7 separate regions of the Mus musculus genome follow, and regions 2, 3, 4, 5, 6 and 7 are each linked to region 1. The links are chromatin contacts, called in public Hi-C, HiChIP or PLAC-seq and promoter capture Hi-C maps. All regions are on one chromosome and are shown on one strand. The core of a region is the stretch at or near the end of the contact, and the rest is flanking DNA. Distances in the headings are between cores, read along the strand shown.

Region 1 (2,700 bases), core at 86-2,585:
TCCCTATATAATAATTTATATTTTCAATGTATAGCCACAATAATTATTTTCAGGTAGTAATCTCTACTTATTATATTAATGTTTTTTAAAAAAGTAAGATGAATATGGGAGAGTCAGAGAAGGAGAGGATAATCAAGAACTATGTTTAATCCAATTCTGTAGCTTCTAAGGACCAATTTTTAAGTCTGTTCTTATGACCATTTATTTAATAGTTGCTTAACATCTATTACAGGTTAGGAAGTGTTTAAAATATGCAAAAATAATCCACACATCTGTTTCATATATAACTTCACCTCAAACACATAATATGTATATATGATGGAACTCTCAGCTTTCTGGAGCCTAATATGTATTTCATACACAACATCACTTTATATATACATATATGTCATGTAATTCTGTGTTGTTCTTGAGTCCAATACAAGGACTCTTAAATGGATGGTCCAAAGAACTTAAAACCGTCCAGCATCCTCTCATACTGTCCAGATGTTCCAAGGCTTGTGAATTTGTGTTTTGCTATCTCTACCTTTGACTGCCACTTCGAGGACCACTACTCCCGTGCTTACAAACTGCTTTTTTAAAGTGCAAAATGTGGGTCTAAGAGTATTATAAGGTAACCAACAATTTCCCGTCTCATTTCTATGCGGCTTCCTGTCTTCATGTGCCAGGGCTCCATAGCTGATTTCCTACACTCCTGGAGAACAATCTATTTCCAGAACCAATGGGGCTCCATCCCATAAATGTTTTATGGTGGAAAGAGTCAGCAAGCGTTACAATTCGATGGTTTCCTTCCAATCTGACCCAGCCAGAGGCAAGCACAATCTGGGTCATCGCTGTCAAAAGTTAAAGTGATGGCCCCTGATCACCTTAGACGGGGGTGGGGTGGGGGACACCGTTCCCCGAGCTTCCTGGGCTTCTCTAGGAGTCCAGATCCCACTCAGGCCACCAGATCCTACAGGTTCGCATTGCCCAAGAGAGTCCTCCCTGACAACACATTCATCACTGAGTGTGGACTGAGCTTTGCCTTAAGGCAACGATGTGAGCTAGCATTCGCGGGATCGCCGGGGGAAGGTCCCGGGTGCCCAGCGGGCCTAAAGACGGTTGCCAGTCCGGGACCACCGGCACGTCCCTCGGGCCCACAGCCGCCCATGGCCACTCACTTGGTGAAAGCTTCTCCTAGGTCGATCACGACTGCTGTCTTCTCGCCGCCGCTCCCAAGGCCCTCGTAGAGCGGCATCTTTGAGAGACCGACGTAGAGAGGGTGAAGTGGTCCGCCCGGCGGGGGGGCTGCCTCAGCGCGGGGGCGGGGCGGGGTCCTCACAAAGCCGAGGACCCGGGCTGGCCAAGGAGAGGCCTGACGTCGCGGAGGCCGAGGCGGTCAGGCGCGCCGGACACCTTAGAGGGGCGGAGCCTCCCGGGTCCTCTCGCTCAGCGGCCGGGGGCGCCTGCGCGGCGTAGTAAGGATTTTTAGCGGCTTAGGAGGGGAGGCAGGAACTTGAGATCGCTTTCTCATTCTCCAGTTCTGTGTTGGTCGTTTATCATGACATTTAGTCGCCGCAATGAACACACAAGATAGAGTCTGCTCAGAAGAGATTGGCTTTCACTCTCCCCGAAGCAGTTCTAGAAAAGGATCCTAAGATCTAAATTCAAAACTTGGATTGGGAAGGCGGAAATGCTCCTTAATTACAGCAGTATTTGTGGTGGTTTACATGCGAACGCCCCCCCCCCCCCCCCCCCCGCGCGCCTAGGCTCATCTGTTTGAATGCTTAGTCACCGAGGACTGGAACAGTTTTGGAAGGATATGGAGATTTGACCTTGGAGGAGGTGTGTCACTGGGAGTGGACTTTGGGGTTTAAAAAGCCCACACTAGGCGCAGCTCTCTCCTCCCTGCCTCCTCTGCCCCCAACCCCCACCCCGGACCCTTGTTGCCTGGCAATTAAGATGTAAAGCTCTCAGCTACTGCTTCATTGCCATGCCTGCCCGCCACCCCACCCCCCCATCATTAACTAAAACTGTAAGCAGGTCCCCGATTGACGATTCCTTTTATAAGAGTTGTCTTAGTCATGTTGTCTCTTCCCAGAAATAGAATAGTTACTAAGACAGCAGTTCTTGCCTGTTGCTGGGGAGATTGATTGGATTTCTAGAAGAGGAGAAACCAGGTGTCATGGTGGCAAGATGCAAAGATATGATCAAAGCATATACATGAAATCGAGAACAAATAAATAAAAATTTAATAAGGAGAATATCGTGGTTATTTTAGCAGAAAGAAAAAAAGAATGAACACAAAACAAATATATTCCTTAATAATCTCAGATGTTTGAATGGAACCTCTTGTGGAGTATTTTTTAAAAAGAAAGATTTAAGAGTACATTAAAAAAACAAACAAACAAAAAAAACCCTGATTTATTTCTCTTGCTGGCTGGAAGCAAAGAATGTTGACCCAACTGAAAAAACTGTCCAGACAGTCTGCAAAAGAGACATTTTCTCACAGTCATCTAACAAAAATCCCAGCACTGGGCAAGGAGATGCTGTTTGAGCAGTTTGTCAGAGATGTCCAAGAAACTCCCCAAACAAGCTTTGCTGTTGCTCTTAGTTGCATTGCAGAGGTTGAGGATAAGTCGTTGTTGCTAAGACACCATGCACTTTAGACAGAGGACCCAGAGGTTCTAACCAGAAAGCCTCCTCCCTGAGAACTAGCTT
Region 2 (2,700 bases), core at 10-2,509, 750 kb after region 1:
TACCCGCTTTAGAGTTAAAGGAATCTCTGTTAATGAAGGTGTTCTGTCTGTTTCTCTTCCAATCTCACATCGACAAAAAACCTAAACAGATTTAAAGTCTTTGCAGACTACGAAGCCTATGTCAAGTGTCAAGAAAAAGTCAGTCAGCTGTATATGGTAAGTGTCTGGTGGGTTTTAAACAGTTTGCTATAGTTAGCTAATTGTTTCCTTTTAAGGAAATCCAAGTAACAGGGCCCGAGTGGCCAATCAAACCTAGGGAGCTTGGTTGAATGTTTGTCTAGCTTGTGCAAGGCTGAGTTTGACAGCCCCCTCCCACAGTACCACACCAAGAGAGAGGGAGAGAGAGAGACAGAGAGAAGAAGAGAGGAGAAGGAAAGGAAAGGAAAAAGAAAAGAAAAGAAAAGAAAGGAAAAGGAAAAGAAAAGAAAAGAAAAGAAAAGAAGAAAAGAAAAAGAAAAAGAAAAGAAAAGAAAAGAAAAGAGAAAAGAAAAGATGAGATAGAAACTAGTGAGAGAACTTTCCAGATGTTCAGATCAAAATCTGTCTTTTGGCTAGTTTATAAGACACACTGGGAAGGCTATTCCAGAGGTTGGAATTTGAGATTTCTGTACCAACTGTAAACTCTTGTATTAATTTAAAAAAGCAAATCACCTGTGATTTGTGTCCAACGAGCAGTCCTGTCTCAGAAGTTCAGGGTACCCGCTTCAGAGGGTCCTCTTTGTGCTGAGCTCTGCCCTTCTTCCCTTAAGCAGCTTGTAACTCCAGGTCTCTCAACCAGAACCACAAATCATAGTCACCAAGGCTGCTGTTTCCAAATACACATGACAACGTACCCTTCCCCCACAGCGACTCTGACCCAGTGGTGGGAGGCCAGATCATTAGAATATAAATGTACCGAAAGAAGAGAGGTTTATATATGGTTACTTAAAAACTTAAGCTTTGTAAATAAGCCTCCACCTGTAGTTAACACATTGGCAAATGGCTCTTCTGGTGTGTCTTGTAAAAGCCTGGGGGTGAGGGGGTTACCAGAGTCTGAGCTGAGACTCCAGGGCGCCTTCACAAACATTCTTTTCCATTCCTTTATCAAAGCACAGGTTAGCACCTGCATTCACCCTAGACAACCCTCTGAGGTTTTTTTAATGAGATCCTTCAAGGCATTGCAGCCAGCCCTCCTCTTCTTGGTTGAGTCAGACGAATCTCCTAACAGAGCTATAGCTAAGTGCAATTCCGTAGCTGTGAGAGGCGTTTCTGGAGCTAATCCGCTCACTGGCCACTTCCGTTCAGCCCGCACAGACCCAGGAACTCAGAGGAGGGAGGGCAGCTACCTGGGGAAATAGAAATCAATCACAACAGGAAAGGAAAACAGGAACGAGGGCAAGGACCGAGGGCAAGGACAGTCAGACACCGCGGGGCTTTCGTTTAAATTAAGCATCCCATCGAGAGCACAGCGGTTCAATCACGCCTGCGTGATTCATTAGTGCAGACTGCAGCTTCCGACTCTTGGCAGTAATTGCATTGCTGACGATTAATAAGCAAGACCTGCTAGGAACTGAGCATGCTATCCATTCCCGTTGTTTTTATGTTTATGTAGAAATCTCCAAGCCCGAGTGGAGGCTGCCATGCTGTTTCAGGCATAGCTTATGGTAGGAGGGTAGTTTAATTCTTATGTTAAAATTTCCTGATGTTTTAACAACTTTGAATAACTTCCAATAAAATCACAGAGATCTAAAAAAAAAAAGAGAGACTGTAAGCCAAATATATTTTTATACTCTTTTATAAAAAAAAAATGTAGGATTTTGAAATATTTTTGATTGCGAATAAGACCTTGGTTCACCCTCTTTTGAAACCCCAGTGGGGTTGTGGGGGTTCAGAACAAACCTAATGGGGCACAGGCCTTCAAAGGGAACCCAAAATACTAAGTGGGCCAGCAAGCTTTCCATTGCTTTGTTAGCTAATGTTCACGGGTTTTCAAACTTTTTGAGTCATAGGTTAAATCTCTTCACATCTGCCCACAGACAGTGAGATTAGTCTCTTTCTCCACCTTTAGCTGAAGGAGCGGTTGTCCCATTTAACTCTAAGATTTATTTTTATTGTATTTATGTGTGTCTCTGGGTGTGGATGCCAAGTATGCGCAGGGTGTGTGCAGGTACCTGTGGAGGCCGAAGAGTTCTGTGCTACCAGGCAGGTGCTGGGAACTGAACACAGGTCCTCTAACAGACCTGCAGCCTCAGGTCTCTCCACGTTTTTAATAAAGCACGGAGAATATGGCTTACATGGTAACCAATTAGAGAATTCCCACCCACAGATTCATAGTCTCTCTCTCTCTCTCTCTCTCTCTCTCTCCGCCACCCCCCTCCATATCCATGCTATTATTCTGGCTCTCTTGCTTGCTTCCTTGCCCTCTCTCACTCTCCCTAACTGTCTATACAGCCCAGGCTGGTTTTGAACTTGAGATTGTCTTACCTTAGCCTCTTGAAGACCAGGAATTACAAGCATCCACCACCACACCATGCTCATAGTTTCTCTTAAAATGAAAAGCACTCTTTCATCCCTAAGAGAAATATACTCTGAATTTGAAGAGTGTAGTCTGCTCCAGCTGGCTGTCAGCAGAGCGAGCTCATTTATAAACCATCCTCCCTTGTTCCTGCCATTCCTCTATGGAGTGTGCTTGGCCTGATGTTTGTCAAGCTTGCCTGGCAC
Region 3 (2,700 bases), core at 47-2,546, 690 kb after region 1:
TTGGAAAAGACCTTTGTGTTTGGAAAGAGCACAAAAGCAATTTATACTGAGCAAAGAAAATGATAAAAGGAGCTTTGGTTTTTGGGTTTTTTTGGTCTTTTTTCATGAATCAGGCCTCTGGGGACTATATTTGATTGGTGCTTTCTAAACAAATGCAAATAATTTTTATCAACCCAGTTGTCACTTCATAGCCTTGATGTGTAGTATCTTTTTATAGGCTGCAATTTTGAGACACAATCTGCATCCTACTCTCAATTAGGCAAGTATACCTACTGTAATTGTTACCTTCTGCCTGTGTGACTGCTATGCTCAATTTCCTTTGCAAAATAAATGGTGGCTTTTGTCATGTCAATAAAATTCTCCAAATGTCATTCTAACTCCACTATAACTGTTTTCAATTTCTTAGAAAAAAAGCCTGTCTTTTTTTTTTTTATGTTATATTTCAACCCCATCCCCTTTTCTTCTGCATCACTGCAAACCACTGTTTCTGAGTGGTAAATGTCAGTGGAGGCACAAGGCAGGCCTGCTGTTGTTGTGTATGTAACGTGCCCAATGGATCCCTTGTTGGTATTAGTCTATCAAAGGAAACATGCTTTTTATCAATGTCAATCTCGCTCCCTGTTTCTCTCCCCCATGCCTTTCACCGGAATGACAACAGTTGACATTAAAAAGCTGTTGGCAGGTATGGAACACCATTACTCTCTTACAAAAAGCAGAGCGGAAGTGCATGTGAAGTGGCTACGGGGCTCTGTAGTGCATCAGCACTCTCACCCCTCAGAGAACAAAGGACTATGCTTTGTAGAAAATATGCAGAAGTTGGGGCACAGCTGTGTGTATAAGAACCTCATCTTCTCTACACCCAATGTCCAAACTGCTTCTACCATGTACATTACGCGCCAGCTCTAGGAGTAACGCTTTTTGATAAGTTATAAAGGAAGCAACCGGCCCTACATGCAAGTCACTGTTGCACATGAAACCTGGTTCACGAGAGGCAGTTTCCCGTGCTTCTGCCTAAGCGTATTTCCTGATTTCACGCAGTGCTTTATCCCTCCTCTATCCAGGATTGTAGATCTAGCCTCCCTGCCTCAGGGCCACACAGACACCCTAGCATATCCCTCACCCTTTATGTCTCTGGCACACTATCCTGCCAGTCACCAGATGAAGGGACTTGATGGTACTTCAGTCCCGGATCAGCTGGTTTGGAAGTGCAGTCTGAGCCATGTAACCTCTGCTGAATGGGTCTTGTGTCCTCTGTCTGTTCCTGGTGCAGAGTTTCAACTCCCAGGACACGCCCCATCTGCTCACTCACGGTGACTCTGGCCCCAAATACTTCCTTCCTGCATGGCAGCATGAGAACTCGACACTGTGTGCCACAGTGCCCAGAAGCATGCTACAATCCCAAGGCTTTACTAAAAACTCACCTCCCTTCTGTTGTTCCCAGTGGCTTGGTTTGCTTTTGACCCCGGCTCGGCCCACTCCGACATCATCTTCTCCAATGACAACTTGACAGTGACGTGCAGTAGCTACGATGACCGGGTGGTGCTGGGGAAAACCGGCTTCTCCAAAGGCGTCCACTACTGGGAGCTGACCATAGATCGCTATGACAACCACCCTGATCCAGCATTTGGCGTGGCTCGCATCGATGTGATGAAGGATATGATGTTAGGGAAGGACGACAAAGCTTGGGCAATGTATGTGGACAATAACCGGAGCTGGTTCATGCACAACAACTCGCACACCAACAGGTACCCTGCAGCCCCACGCCAAGCCTTCTTCATGGTGGCTTGGGTTGAAAAGGAGGAGCCTAGTTCAATAGCCTATTATAGAGACAGCATTAGGGAATGGGACGCACAGTCTTTATTGAGTAGGAAGTCCTGTGCTGCATAATCTCTTAGCTCAGTCCACTCTACTGCTTTCCACGTAGCATAGAGATAGAGTTGTGTACCTTCCGCTTGGCCCTTCATTATTAAATTCCACCCAGGTCACAAAAGACAATCCCTGGGCATATCTATTATAGACAAACAACCCAGGATCTGGAAACCCAGACCTAGGACTTACCAGAAAAGTGTTTTGGGCCAAGGTACTTCTTCTTCTTCTTCTTCTTCTTCTTCTTCTTCTTTTTTTTTTTTTTTTTCTGAATTCTGGTTTGTCAATTCTCCAAATTCATATAATAATATGTTTCCATGCAGGAGAGGTCTGAAGACTACATGAGATGAGATTTGCAAAAATGTCTCCCGTTGGAAGTGCCTGGAAATGGAAGCCATTGTTCTAACAGTTATTATCAGCAATACCGCTTCTCAGAATAGAAGCCATTAGCGAAACTTGGTGTTAGGGATGCCAGTCCGGATAGCTTTATATGAGAACTCACTTGTTCTTGTGAGAAGCAGAACAGCCAGTCTGCTGAGAAAGGGAATAGAGTATCTATCTCCTTAAGTAATGTTCTCTATCACCAAAATATAGACAATTTTAACTTAATATACCCTATATAATCTCCCTTTTTATTTGCAGTCTCTTCAAATGTATTTCATTGTTTCTGGGCCAAAGCTGTCTTTTCATGACACTGGTCTGTCTTAATCACCCCCCCAGGAAACATTCTCTTTGGTGGCTCTGGGGGTGGGGTGGGGGGGATCCAGTTATGTTCAGTGAGATCAAAGGAAAAGCAGGCCCAACAGGGGCAGAATAATGACCTCACTCTCTCAG
Region 4 (2,700 bases), core at 138-2,637, 720 kb after region 1:
TCACAGGCATGGATCACTACCTGGTTTGGGGTTATCAGCTTTTGACTCTACTAGAGACAACACACTGGATTTGCGAAGATGAACTCAAATCTGTCCTGAGAAGTCTGACCTTGCACCTTCTGACCATCTTGCCACTCAGTCTAGTTACCGTCAGCTTGAAACTGCACTGTTTCTAAAGTTTTAATCTCATGATATACTTTTAATTTAAGAGTCACACTGTGTGTGTGTGTGTGTGTGTGTGTGTGTGTGTGTGTGTGTGTTTGCATGTATAGCATGAACACATTAGTGCTGAAACACATCAGCACACATGTGGAGATCAGAGGGACAATACATGAGAGCCTATTCTCTATTTCTGTCATGTTTGTCTTGGGAATTAAACTAGGTCATCAGGTTTAACAGAAAGTTCACTTACCGAGAGTCACCTCGATGACCCCATACTTTTTTTTTAAGATTAAATAATAGCTAACATAGGACTCTGCCCAAAACTAATGCTGTTGCTTTGTTCATATAATCTCATTTGACTCACAACCCTAAATTAAGTAGGTATTTTCAGCCTCCACATTATTTTAAAAGATTTATTTATTATTATAAATAAGTACACTGTAGCTGTCTAGGGTGTCAGAGCTCATTAAAGATGGCTGTGAGCCACCATGTGGTTGCAAGCCACCATGTGGTTGCTAGGATTTGAACTCAGGACCTTCAGAAAAGTGGTCAGTGCTCTTACCCGCTGAGCCATCTCACCAGCCCCAGCCTCCACGTTTTTACAAGGGAGGTTTAGCAACCTGACTAAGGGTCAGTGTCAAGGAAGTGGCATGGTCCATAATGGACCCCAAAGACTCGTGCTTCTCTGTGCCTGGCTATTCCATCTTGTACCACTGGCACCAATGATTGCTAGCTTCTGCAATTTATATGCAATGCCAGAACCGCTTCAGGGGAACCAAGGCCAAATCAAGCACAGAGATGACCCTGGTAGCTGGCCAGTGCCTCAGTAAGTGGAATTGTCTCTGGAACAGCCTGAGTGCGTATCCACATCCAGTATTGTCCTCTCTCCTCAGCTTGGATTGGACATGGAAGAGTTAGAAGAAATTGAAGAAGATGCCGGCCTTGGCAATGGCGGTCTTGGGAGGCTTGCTGGTAAGCGACAGCGGGAGCAGGTTACTTTGTCTGGGTGATCTATGCCCTTTTGGGTGCCATACACAACCGTGCTTAGAAGAGCCAAGTGGCTTTCTTAGAAGAAGGAGAAAGCATGTCCCTACTGTAGACGCATTTGCTCTTGACTTTGCCCTGTGGTCTGATCACAGGCCACATAGAAAAGAGGTGTTGCTCAAAGCCTTTTCAGACATTGCTTAAAACCCCAAAGCTAGCCATTTCCTTCCTGTTCACTTAAGGGTTTCCACAGCCACCCGTTTACATCACTGCTGTTTGTTTATGGCTGGTCGACTCCCATAAGCCCTACTCTTACCTTGCAGGCTTCAGTTTGATATTGTGGTTGACTGGCAGGCAGTGATGTCATTAATATACCTCTTCACATTCAGACAAACTGAGTTCTTGGCTTTACTTGAATAATGGCTTTCCAGCGAACAGAGAAGAAAGTACTTAAAGTATAATACTAGCTCTACATGCTGTGACAAGTCACCCAGCAAGAGCAGTTTAAGGAAGGAAGGCTCTGTTGTTGCTCAGAGTTCCAAGGCACAGTGTGGAAATCATGGTAGCGGGAGCTGGTCATGTGCATCGACAGCCAGGAAGCAGAGGAGAGTAGATGATCAACCAGCTTTCAATGTTTACACAGTTGAGGGCCCCAGACCATGAGGTGGTACCCTCCACATTCAGGGTGATTTTTCCACCTCCATTAACTCAAAGAATCCCACACAGGCATCCCCAGAGATGCGTCTCCTGAGCTCTTCTGGATCCTGTCAAGTTGACCTGATTATTAAACATTCTAACCTATAACCAAGCATCTCCAGTGCTCAGGAGAGTTTCTCCAAAGCAAACACCCAATGCAGCGTGTGCGCAAGACGACAGGAGAAACCACAGGAACGCCATGTCACGGTGCCGTTTCTAAAACCCCATTAAAAGCAGCCTAACCTTAAAGAAGGATGCTGAAATAGACAGACTTGCTGTGTGGATCACCAAGCTCAAAACAAACCCAATAAAACCCATGCAACGCGATGCTATTTATATTCTTAGAAAAGGTGAATTTTCTACGAGTTATGTATATAGGGAGACACAGGGGAGAGTATGGATTGAGTATAATACTAAATTAGAGTTTAATACTAAATTAGAGTTTAAGTGTTAAGTGATCCTGGTGGCTCCTAAAGAGGAGCAGTAGGATTAAAGGGAGCCATCAAAGGGGATGCTTATATATATATATATATATATATATATATATATATATATATATATATATAAGCATTGCTCTCAAGTTACTAGAAAGTCACTTACATCTGTTTCATTTCATCAAAGCCTTTCTACATCGGCGGCTGTGTGCTTTAGTGCCCCTATTAGTAGTAAGGTATGTAAGTTCTTCAGGTAGGCTGTTCGCCATCGTCCCATGACGCGCTCTTCTGAGGATTTCCCAGGCTTCCCTGGGCTATCGAGAGGATGGCAGCATTGGTGGAAAGCCTACCTAAGAACAAGAATTGATCTTCTTTGCTCTTCTGTGAAACCCAGACTCTTCAGTATTGGCTAGCAGTGTTCACT
Region 5 (2,700 bases), core at 142-2,641, 980 kb after region 1:
GTCTTTGGAACAATGAATCTCAACCTAAGTAAAGCTGCTGTGTGCCTGTGGAATGTTCTGGTAGACACATGGATAGGTGGTTAGGCAAGGGGTCTTCAGGTGATTATGAGCAGGAAAGCTTGGCTTCAGAGACAGATATGTTTTCAGATACCATGACTGCCAGCAAATCCGTACCTGTAACATGGACTTGGGATGCGGCAATTCTTCACCTTGGTATATCTTTATGTATGCCTGAAACAAAACAGCCAAGGAAAGTCTCAAGCCAGCAGTTTTAGTCAACATTTGTCCTCTTAGGTTGTCTTGACAGCTTAAAAATATTTTCAGGAAGTAGTCTTTCTTTCTTTGCTTTTTCAGCTAAAGTTGTTCGCTCCTTCTGAAACGCTCTCTCACTCATCCCCACATGCCAATGCTGCCCTTCCTCAGAAAGGCTCCATTCCTCTCCCTTCCAGCTTTCCTCCAACTCCTCCAATGGATGAGCTTCCCTTTTCTGGGCCTGTGCCCTTCCATCAGCAGGAGCTCCCAGGGCTGACCTGCTCAGGGTTCATGAAGCCATGAATCCAAACTCTAAGTCTGACTACAGGGTTAGGCCAGAATTTCAGAGAAAGCCATTGTTCAAAGTGATAAAGGAAAATAGATCGTACAAAAAGACATTTTAGATGGTAAAATCCCAATTTTAAAAATTGACATTTAATTTTGAAGCACTTCACAAACCAAGCTAATGCCTTCATTAAATATATGCATGTTTGCAAAGGGCATTTACTAAAGTCAAGAGATAAACACAAATTTAAAGTAATACTCTTAAAAATTCCAATGCTACAGGTAACAGTCTGGAAGACTCTTTTTTTCAGGAAGAAAATATCGTTGCTTTTGGACAATCTTAAAAGTGAAATTCAGCACAGGGAGACTCTGAGAAGCACTCCCATAAAGGTTTGTTCAACTCTTTGAAACATTTATTTTGAGTATAGTTCCTTCTTCAAAAAAAGATTTTATTTCCTCACAAGGTGATTTCTCTTAGGTGTGTCATAATTTCTAGGAGCTTTTTATGGGTACCTTATACGTTTGCCATGGAATTTTTATGTGAGGGGAAGTGCTCACAAGAGCTCTAGAATAGAGTGGTACCTTGAAGTACTCCAGCAGGCCTCGGCAGGTGATTTTATTCCCATTGATCTCTTTAATATCTAGACGCTCAGGACTCAGGAGCCATGGAATCAGTATTTTCAAGTTTTTGATGAATTCATCATCTATTTCTACAATTAAAGGAAATTTACCATTACTTTAAAAATCCAGTCCAATCCTCCATGCTCCAGAATAACCCTCTTTGCTGCCTGCATTGCCCCGGCCCCAGTGGCAATGCCACCACTCACTTCCCCATAAAAGGGGGGGAAGCTGGGTGTGGTATGTGCACCTGTAATTCCAACGACTTGTGGCGCTGGGGCAGAATCATTTGAGTCCTGGTGTTAAGGTCCAGCCTGAACCTTAACAAACCCAGGCCCTGCCCCAGGGTCTCACTATGTTGGTTTATGATTTGCAGGGATCCCCTCATCTCTGTCTTCTAAATGCTCAGGTTAGAGATGTATGTTACCACACCTCTTTGGGGTGGGGTTGAGAGGTGTGTATTTTAGATGTGATTGAATGTATCTCAGCTGGTCTCTAACTTCTTATGTAGCCAAGGCTGGCTTTGAACTAACTCCTCTTCCCCTCTCCTAATTTCTGGGTTTGTAAGTATGCACCATCAAGCAAGCTCAGACCACACTGGTAACAAAAAAGTATGGGGCAGGTAATTCATGGCTTGTAATCCATTGACTTCAAAAATGGTCTCAACTTCTCCTGTGTTTCCTGTGCCTACATTAGAAGTATAGAAAGCTGCGAGTTCAAGCTTAATATACAGACCTAGTAAAACTACAGAATGTAGGTGGTCAGATAAGTCCTATACATGGAAAACTTTGTAAGTCATTTTAAATACAGGGAATAATGTGCATACTATGTTTAAAAGGTGACCAGTGAAATAATCAGCATACTATATCTAGAATATATGTTCTTCTTAAATATCAATATAATAAAGTTTTCTCCTTATAAAACCATATATTTTCAATAAAAGAAAAATAGATTCAGTGTTAGATTGAAAAATACTGTAGATAACAGTATATATATATTTATGTATATATATATGTATATGTATATATATGTATATGTATAATACAGTTTCTACTCAAACCTCTTCCTTATGAAATTGGAATGGAAAAAATATATACCTCAGTCTACTACACCAGAAAGCAACTAGCATATTTTGGCATGATGTGCTCTGAAAAAGAGTGTCAGACATCTCTGCTTTGCCCAAAAGCATTGCTAACAATTCTAATTATGGGTCCAGAAAATAATAGATACAAGTATCTGACTTCTTATGGATATTAGATGACCATAGTAAATTCACAATTTACTTAAATTTTGGTACATTCTTAGATAAGTTCCGATCAGTTTGCAGAGGGCTCTGTTCGTGTTCAGTAGATATGTGTAGGTGGACAAACACTCAAGTTGACCCTGTATTTTCATCATTTCTTCAGGAAGTTTTGCCTCAAGAGAGCAAAAGGAACCCAGGGGCTGGGCCAATGTGGTAGTTACCCTAGTTACCAAATACACACTTTACAATGTCTGCTTTATAAATAACTCCACAGAGAAGGTGCACTAGCACGGGATTTGGTC
Region 6 (2,700 bases), core at 123-2,622, 660 kb after region 1:
TTAAGCAATTAAAAAATGAAAGCAGTACTCTTCAAAGTTGGAGAGGAGACTGAGCAATTAAGAGTGCACGCTGCCCTTGCAGAGGGCCAGGGTTTGGTTTCTAGGATCCAGTCAGGTGGGTCACTGCTGCCAGAAACTCCAGCTCCGGAGGATCTAACCTCCTCCGGCCTCTGTAGACACTGCATTCAGATTGCAAACCCACGCATGTACACATAATTAAAAATAAAAGTAAAATCTTTTTTTAAGCTGGAGAACTTTATTTACATTTTCCACCTCTTAATTTAAGTACCCACACAATAAATAAATCCTAAAAGTAGATGCTTTGCAAATTGTACATGTTAGAAAAAACCTCTACCTGTTTCTGCTTATCATGCAGAGAATCCTATAACCAGAGAAGTTTTAATACCATTAGGGCTGTCAGTGTGTTGGTGAACTCATGTGTGTGTTAGGCACTCCTACATCTTTTCACGACCCTCTACTCTTGGTCACTCAAGTTTCCTCATTTTTTTATTGATAGGCATTGCTTTGAGATACTGCCTTAACCAAAGTCTGAAGTGATGTGTAAGTTGTAAGTTAAAATATCGTGTTGTGGCAACAAAAAATGGCAGCCATTGTGGAATGTTAAACAAACCATTCATTATCCAATCGCAGTGCTTTTATTGTCACCTCCATTCTCACAGCTAAGGGCACTGGGGCACAGGAAGCTATGTTACGACAAGCCATGGGGCAGGGGTCCACTCCAGGAAGTAGTTTCAGAACAACACACTAGTGTCATTTCCAACTTGTTCCACAAAACTAGCACCTTCCAGTGTAGCTTCTTTGAGAAATAACCAATTTCCTTTTATACATTTAATTGTGTGTGTGTGTGTGTGTGTGTTGCATAGTCATTTATTTCTGTTTAAAAAATCTTTTTATGATACCTACATCACTAAACCACCTATTGCAAGAATATAGAGCCTCAGCTTAATTCCTCCCAGGCAGACTGTCTCCAATCCTCTCAACAGGATAAAAGCATTAAAAAGTTATGTCTCAAGTAGTGTGGAGCAGGGACTGCATCATAAAAGAGCAGTGCTAAGGCTTCTGGTGGAAGAGGAGAAATTCCAGTCCACCTTGATGATCCTAGGGCAGGAGGAAGGGACAATTAGAAGGTAGAAGCCTCGTGGCTTTGAAATGCTTGGATGGGCTGGCAGAGCAATCTGCTCCCACATCCGCTGCCCTTCTGAGTCTGGTCCATCCACCTGACCCTGTGGAGCCCAGGCCATGAAACTGGAGCAAGCAGCTCCTGCAGCTGGTATGAAACTGAGGTCTGAGAGCTGAGCATCACAGACCACGTGTCCAAGGGCAGTCACGTGTTCGCTTATCGGTGCACACAGTGCTAAGAGCAGGGAATGCTGTATGTGTGGACTGCTCAAGACTGTACACACTGCAGAGAATGCCAGCTACACTACAGCTAAAATGTAGAGCACCCTGAGTCCAGCACCTGACCTGGCACATAGAAGATCCAGAAAAATCCTTTAGGCATTAAAAGAAAAGACCATTTGGTGTGAGAGTAAAATTTTCTTCTTAACACTTTGTCTTAATTTAATTCGATTCTGATTATTTTCCCTCTGCCGTGATAATTTATGTGTCTTGCTTTGTACTCATTAAGCTTAATCAATTCAGTGGTAGCCTGCTCCCATTCAGCCTGAATAATTTTTACCTGTCAGATACAGAAAAAGCCAAAGATTGTGCTGCAATATCAGTTGACTGGCTGCAGTTGAGACACCCCCTCCCCCACCCCGACCTTTGGGATATCTATCTGTTAGCACACGGACAGCTGTCCCTCGTCTATGGTTAGCTTGTTCATTTTCTAAAGGAATCCTCAGTCCCCTTGATGAACTACCCTTTCACAGCTTGTCAGTAAAAAATAGTCCCCCCTCAAACTGCATTCTAAGTCCAAGCACAAACGATGCAAATTAAATAGCATTTGGAATAGTGTTAATGTAATCTGACCATTATGAAATAATGATGTCATTAAATATGTTTTTCTAATGATGTTACGTGGACACAATAGAAACTAAAAAAAAATTTTAAGTAAATTCAAGTATGCATTTAAACTTCTGACTTTTTTATGCAGAAAATATCTGCCTTTTTCTTGACAAAAAATTTTTTTGGCATCTTTCTGGTTTTGAGATCACATTGCAGGTGTTCCTTTGTTGCTGTGGAGGAAGATAGTCTGCAGTGAGCGTCCATGGAGTTCTCTTCAGGCAGCTGCAGCTTATCTCGTATGCACCCTCTGGGGTCAATGCCTCTGTAGCTAAGGACTTAGCAGTATGCCCCTTTCTGGGTCTGTCACCCTCAGCAGGTGAACTCTGTCTAGAGAACACTGGACTTTATGATTCTTCAGATGCCTCAATTATCTGGCATGCTTCCGGTTGTACCTTAATGAGAAAACCATTTCAACCTTCTTTCCAAACCACCGTGAGTGACATTTGAGCTCCTTGCCTTTAATTGTATAAAACTGACATACTATGTTTTGTTTGCCACTTTTATTAGGGATCATTTTAGGAATATTTTTCTGATATCTCAGTTGATAATGTCAGCTCCTTCCTGGGTTCATGGGAATAGAGTATTGGGAGTCTTTTTGCAGTCTGCCCAGGGTTCTGCCGTATGGCTGAGAATAGGTTTTGAGCATCTACTTTCTTCGAAGACTATCAGCCT
Region 7 (2,700 bases), core at 75-2,574, 640 kb after region 1:
AAAGACTGAATCTGGAGACATTTTATTTATTTATTTATTTATTTTGCGGTTCATTTAGTGCTCTGACATATTAGATACTAAATGAAGACAGAGCTCTTTGTCTGCTACTAAATAATATTTAAAAGATTTGTGTAGGGAGGGTATTTGTACCTATTTGTGTTGAGTGGGTGTGTACACTTGTACATGCCAGTGTGCACGCTTAAATGTATGTAGAGGCCAGATGTGACTTCCTCAGTAATATCCCATCTTGTCTTTTGAGACAGGGTCTTTCACATAACCTGCAGCTCATCACTTCGGCAAGGCTAGCTGACCAGCAAGCCTCAGGATTCCTCCTATCTCTGGCTTTCTTGCACTGAGATTACAGACATGTGCCACTGAGCCTGGCTTTCTGGAAATGTTGAGTGTGTGCCTGTGCAGCAAGTACCTTGCCCACTGAGTTGTTCCCAGACCCCATCATAGCTTCTTCTAAGTATGCAGCCAGTCAGTAAACCCTTATGACTTTATATAATAATATACATTTCACAGACATGATACATTTTAAGGTTGAAATGTGAGAAATCAGATAGTTTAATGTGTGTGTAGCCAGATGAATTTGACTCCTTCTCCCAAATTTCTAAGTACATTTACTAAGGAGACAAAAAAAGATCTCTGTAGTCCAGCAAATTTTCACTCACTTGGGGAAGATGGAGAAACAGGAGTTCTAAGGATAACAGTGAAAACCAAACTCGCCTTTAGAATCAGCCTCTCATTTTATTGTTGTGTTTTCAAAAGGAGAACTCCTTTCTTCTTCTATTTCCTGGGATCTTGGAAATGGCTCTTAAAGAGAAAATTTACTCCCAAATGACACCACTAAGATACGGCACAAAGCAATGAATGGCCCCTTCACAATGGTGGACTCACTATGCTCTTTCGTTTGGTTGTCCTGCCATGCCCTCTGGAGGTTGGGACACACAGCAAAGGAAAGGTGAACAAAGATGTTTTCCAGCAGATCTTATTCGAGGAATCTGTCCTTTGAATCCTGCATCATCAGGTGTTTATGTGCACAGGAATGAAGAGAGTATAAACATGGATTAAAACCACCCAACATTTATTAAGGATGTACCTACACTTACAGGGCCCTGGCCTTTAAATACGGTGACTCATGCATTGCCCACACTCAAGAAGTAGAATTCTCATTTTATGCAGGAGGCAAAACTATGTATAATCCTTAAACAGCCAGTAGTTGGCAGCATCTATGAAATGGGACATAATGAATGTTCCCTTAAGCATTGCCCTGTATTCACAAGAGCCCAACCACAAAGTATAATTTCAATGCTCTTCCCCCACCCCACCCCCAACCCCCATTGGAGTAATTCAGACAAAAGTGGCTTTCTCAGGGCCACTTAGCAAAGGGCAGGGCCAGAATTTAACCCCTTCTAATCCTGTTTTCTTTCTCCCTCCTATATGGCTCCCACCCAACATTTGGCCTGCATATTTTAAAGAAAATGACCCATTTCATATTTAATAAGACAAATATAAGAGGAAAAAAATTCAGGACCAAAAGATACCATTTTGAGGTTTTTGTCTCTTTACTGAAAGGGGAAGTGAGGCATTGTACTGGCGGAGGAGATGGATGGGGTTTGGACTGTGAAGAAAGCCCCGGAAGGAGGAGGAATGAGAAAGGTCTGTGTCGCCTGAGGGACAGAAGGGTCTGCCCAGCCTGCTGGGAGAAGGTATCTTGAATATAAATGTCTTGCTAATGGCTTCAAGGAATGGAAGCCTTAGCACTGAACTGAAGTAGCAGTTTGTTCTTCCCAACAGGAAGCACAGAGTGAGAGTTTTGAGGCTGACCCAGAAACCAGAGTCTTCAGCCCTCCATCCTTACTGCACTGACCTCCTCTTTGGAAGATATCGATCTGCCTCAGAGGCAGAAAATGAAGAGGAGAGGCTACTCCATGACAGCTTTCCTAGACCCTCCTCTCCTGGTAGACCTTCACCCAGGCCCCACTGATCAGCATCTCAGCAGACGCCAAGGCTGGGAAGCAGTGCTCGCCTGTGCACACGTTGCCAGGCAATTTGGTGGTGTAGTGTAAGACTCTGATGAGCCTTAGCTTACCGGGGACCCCCCAAGTGAACAACGCCAGGGATCAGTGCAAAAGCAAGAGGTCCTCCTGCACCCAGAGCAGAGGCGGCAACCTTGGACAGCTCTCTTGGCCAGTTTTTATACAGTTTTCAGGGGTAGAATAGAGCAGCAGCCACTAGGCACAATGTGATTGGCAGAACAGTGTGACTTTTAAACTGATAGGTCCTTAGGGAATGAGGTAACAAGGGCTTTCCTTATCTGCAGGGGTATTCCCTGTGGTCTGAGGAATGTAATTAGCCTCTCCCTTCCAGAGGGGAGGGGTGCCTATGTGCTCTAGGACCTTTCTCTTCCAGAAGTGGAGGGGTCTGGTGGAATTTCTCAAAGTTCCTGAGCTGACCTCTTCAGTAGGCGTTAGGAAGAGAGTAGACCTTGGTCTTGGTTAGGAGGCTGGTGTGGGATGGACTAGAGTAAGTGCACTTGGGAGAAGGAAGAGGACCTTGGTCAGGTGGAATGCCTTCCTGACTTTTTGCTTTGTGGTTACCATGCCTGTGGCTCCGGAGCATCACACAAGATCCCAACCCTTCCTTCTTCATCCTGCACTAGGGCATCTTCATTATTTCTGCCCCTCACTCCCCACT

What was found. Promoter capture Hi-C pulls out the DNA fragments that hold promoters and counts their contacts. Hi-C and Micro-C count contacts between places; a contact is called where the count stands out from the background. HiChIP or PLAC-seq counts read pairs in DNA pulled down with a chosen protein or histone mark.
Region 2: a contact with region 1 is called in a promoter capture Hi-C map of hippocampal neurons, with 4 times the contacts expected there. The contact joins the enhancer-like site here to the promoter of Actr10 in region 1. A contact is called at or near these places in 8 of 39 promoter capture datasets (the 3T3-L1 cell line, the C10 cell line, the SN4741 cell line and 4 more), 4 of 115 datasets of contacts at active chromatin or transcription factors (astrocytes, bone marrow-derived macrophages, neural tube and 1 more) and 1 of 9 other capture datasets (pancreatic islet).
Region 3: an H3K4me3 HiChIP or PLAC-seq map of bone marrow-derived macrophages shows a contact between it and region 1, with 3 times the contacts expected there. The contact joins the enhancer-like site here to the promoter of Actr10 in region 1. A contact is called at or near these places in 12 of 39 promoter capture datasets (the 3T3-L1 cell line, the SN4741 cell line, cranial neural crest and 7 more), 8 of 115 datasets of contacts at active chromatin or transcription factors (astrocytes, bone marrow-derived macrophages, craniofacial prominence and 4 more) and 2 of 9 other capture datasets (adipose tissue and pancreatic islet).
Region 4: a contact with region 1 is called in an H3K4me3 HiChIP or PLAC-seq map of bone marrow-derived macrophages, with 3 times the contacts expected there. The contact joins the enhancer-like site here to the promoter of Actr10 in region 1. A contact is called at or near these places in 7 of 39 promoter capture datasets (cranial neural crest, embryonic stem cells, frontonasal cranial neural crest and 4 more), 2 of 484 Hi-C or Micro-C datasets (cortical neurons and uterus), 14 of 115 datasets of contacts at active chromatin or transcription factors (the NIH/3T3 cell line, astrocytes, bone marrow-derived macrophages and 10 more) and 2 of 9 other capture datasets (adipose tissue and pancreatic islet).
Region 5: a contact with region 1 is called in a Hi-C map of cortical neurons. The contact joins the enhancer-like site here to the promoter of Actr10 in region 1. A contact is called at or near these places in 6 of 39 promoter capture datasets (the 3T3-L1 cell line, the C10 cell line, the HPC-7 cell line and 3 more), 1 of 484 Hi-C or Micro-C datasets (cortical neurons) and 2 of 115 datasets of contacts at active chromatin or transcription factors (bone marrow-derived macrophages and trophoblast stem cells).
Region 6: an H3K4me3 HiChIP or PLAC-seq map of forebrain shows a contact between it and region 1, with 5 times the contacts expected there. The contact joins the enhancer-like site here to the promoter of Actr10 in region 1. A contact is called at or near these places in 6 of 39 promoter capture datasets (the 3T3-L1 cell line, 3T3-L1-derived adipocytes, liver and 2 more), 1 of 484 Hi-C or Micro-C datasets (cortical neurons), 5 of 115 datasets of contacts at active chromatin or transcription factors (astrocytes, embryonic limb bud, forebrain and 2 more) and 2 of 9 other capture datasets (adipose tissue and pancreatic islet).
Region 7: an H3K27ac HiChIP or PLAC-seq map of stem cell-derived neural progenitor cells shows a contact between it and region 1, with 6 times the contacts expected there. The contact joins the enhancer-like site here to the promoter of Actr10 in region 1. A contact is called at or near these places in 9 of 39 promoter capture datasets (the 3T3-L1 cell line, 3T3-L1-derived adipocytes, the SN4741 cell line and 6 more) and 5 of 115 datasets of contacts at active chromatin or transcription factors (astrocytes, embryonic forebrain, embryonic stem cells and 1 more).

Annotation. Positions count from the first base shown.
Region 1 is chr12:70,936,492-70,939,191 of GRCm38.p6, reverse strand. It overlaps Actr10 (ARP10 actin-related protein 10), which reads right to left and starts at 1,335. Exons shown (of 13, transcript NM_019785.2): 1 at 1,161-1,335. The coding sequence starts at 1,237.
Region 2 is chr12:70,191,195-70,193,894 of GRCm38.p6, reverse strand. It overlaps Pygl (liver glycogen phosphorylase), which reads left to right. Exons shown (of 20, transcript NM_133198.2): 19 at 90-156. Among named protein-coding and RNA genes, the nearest start is that of Pygl, 35 kb to the left of the region's middle. Within about 2 kb of position 1,259, at least 51 of the 459 cell types and tissues checked have an H3K27ac peak or open chromatin away from gene starts, as enhancers often do. A contact at or near this core is called in hippocampal neurons and pancreatic islet, where this site is marked.
Region 3 is chr12:70,250,002-70,252,701 of GRCm38.p6, reverse strand. It overlaps Trim9 (tripartite motif-containing 9), which reads left to right. Exons shown (of 14, transcript NM_001286388.1): 10 at 218-259; 11 at 659-682; 12 at 1,442-1,745. Among named protein-coding and RNA genes, the nearest start is that of Gm38467, 20 kb to the right of the region's middle. Within about 2 kb of position 1,296, at least 53 of the 459 cell types and tissues checked have an H3K27ac peak or open chromatin away from gene starts, as enhancers often do. A contact at or near this core is called in bone marrow-derived macrophages and neutrophils, where this site is marked.
Region 4 is chr12:70,218,023-70,220,722 of GRCm38.p6, reverse strand. It overlaps Pygl (liver glycogen phosphorylase), which reads left to right. Exons shown (of 20, transcript NM_133198.2): 3 at 1,056-1,134. Among named protein-coding and RNA genes, the nearest start is that of Pygl, 8.3 kb to the left of the region's middle. Within about 2 kb of position 1,387, at least 73 of the 459 cell types and tissues checked have an H3K27ac peak or open chromatin away from gene starts, as enhancers often do. A contact at or near this core is called in bone marrow-derived macrophages and memory CD8 T cells, where this site is marked.
Region 5 is chr12:69,951,987-69,954,686 of GRCm38.p6, reverse strand. It overlaps Atl1 (atlastin GTPase 1), which reads right to left. Exons shown (of 15, transcript NM_178628.5): 10 at 1,120-1,247; 11 at 175-231. Among named protein-coding and RNA genes, the nearest start is that of Gm52003, 19 kb to the left of the region's middle. Within about 2 kb of position 1,391, at least 2 of the 459 cell types and tissues checked have an H3K27ac peak or open chromatin away from gene starts, as enhancers often do.
Region 6 is chr12:70,276,398-70,279,097 of GRCm38.p6, reverse strand. All of the region lies in intron 5 of Trim9 (tripartite motif-containing 9), which reads left to right. Among named protein-coding and RNA genes, the nearest start is that of Gm38467, 46 kb to the right of the region's middle. Within about 2 kb of position 1,372, at least 12 of the 459 cell types and tissues checked have an H3K27ac peak or open chromatin away from gene starts, as enhancers often do. A contact at or near this core is called in forebrain, where this site is marked.
Region 7 is chr12:70,292,710-70,295,409 of GRCm38.p6, reverse strand. All of the region lies in intron 1 of Trim9 (tripartite motif-containing 9), which reads left to right. Among named protein-coding and RNA genes, the nearest start is that of Trim9, 54 kb to the left of the region's middle. Within about 2 kb of position 1,324, at least 11 of the 459 cell types and tissues checked have an H3K27ac peak or open chromatin away from gene starts, as enhancers often do. A contact at or near this core is called in astrocytes and stem cell-derived neural progenitor cells, where this site is marked.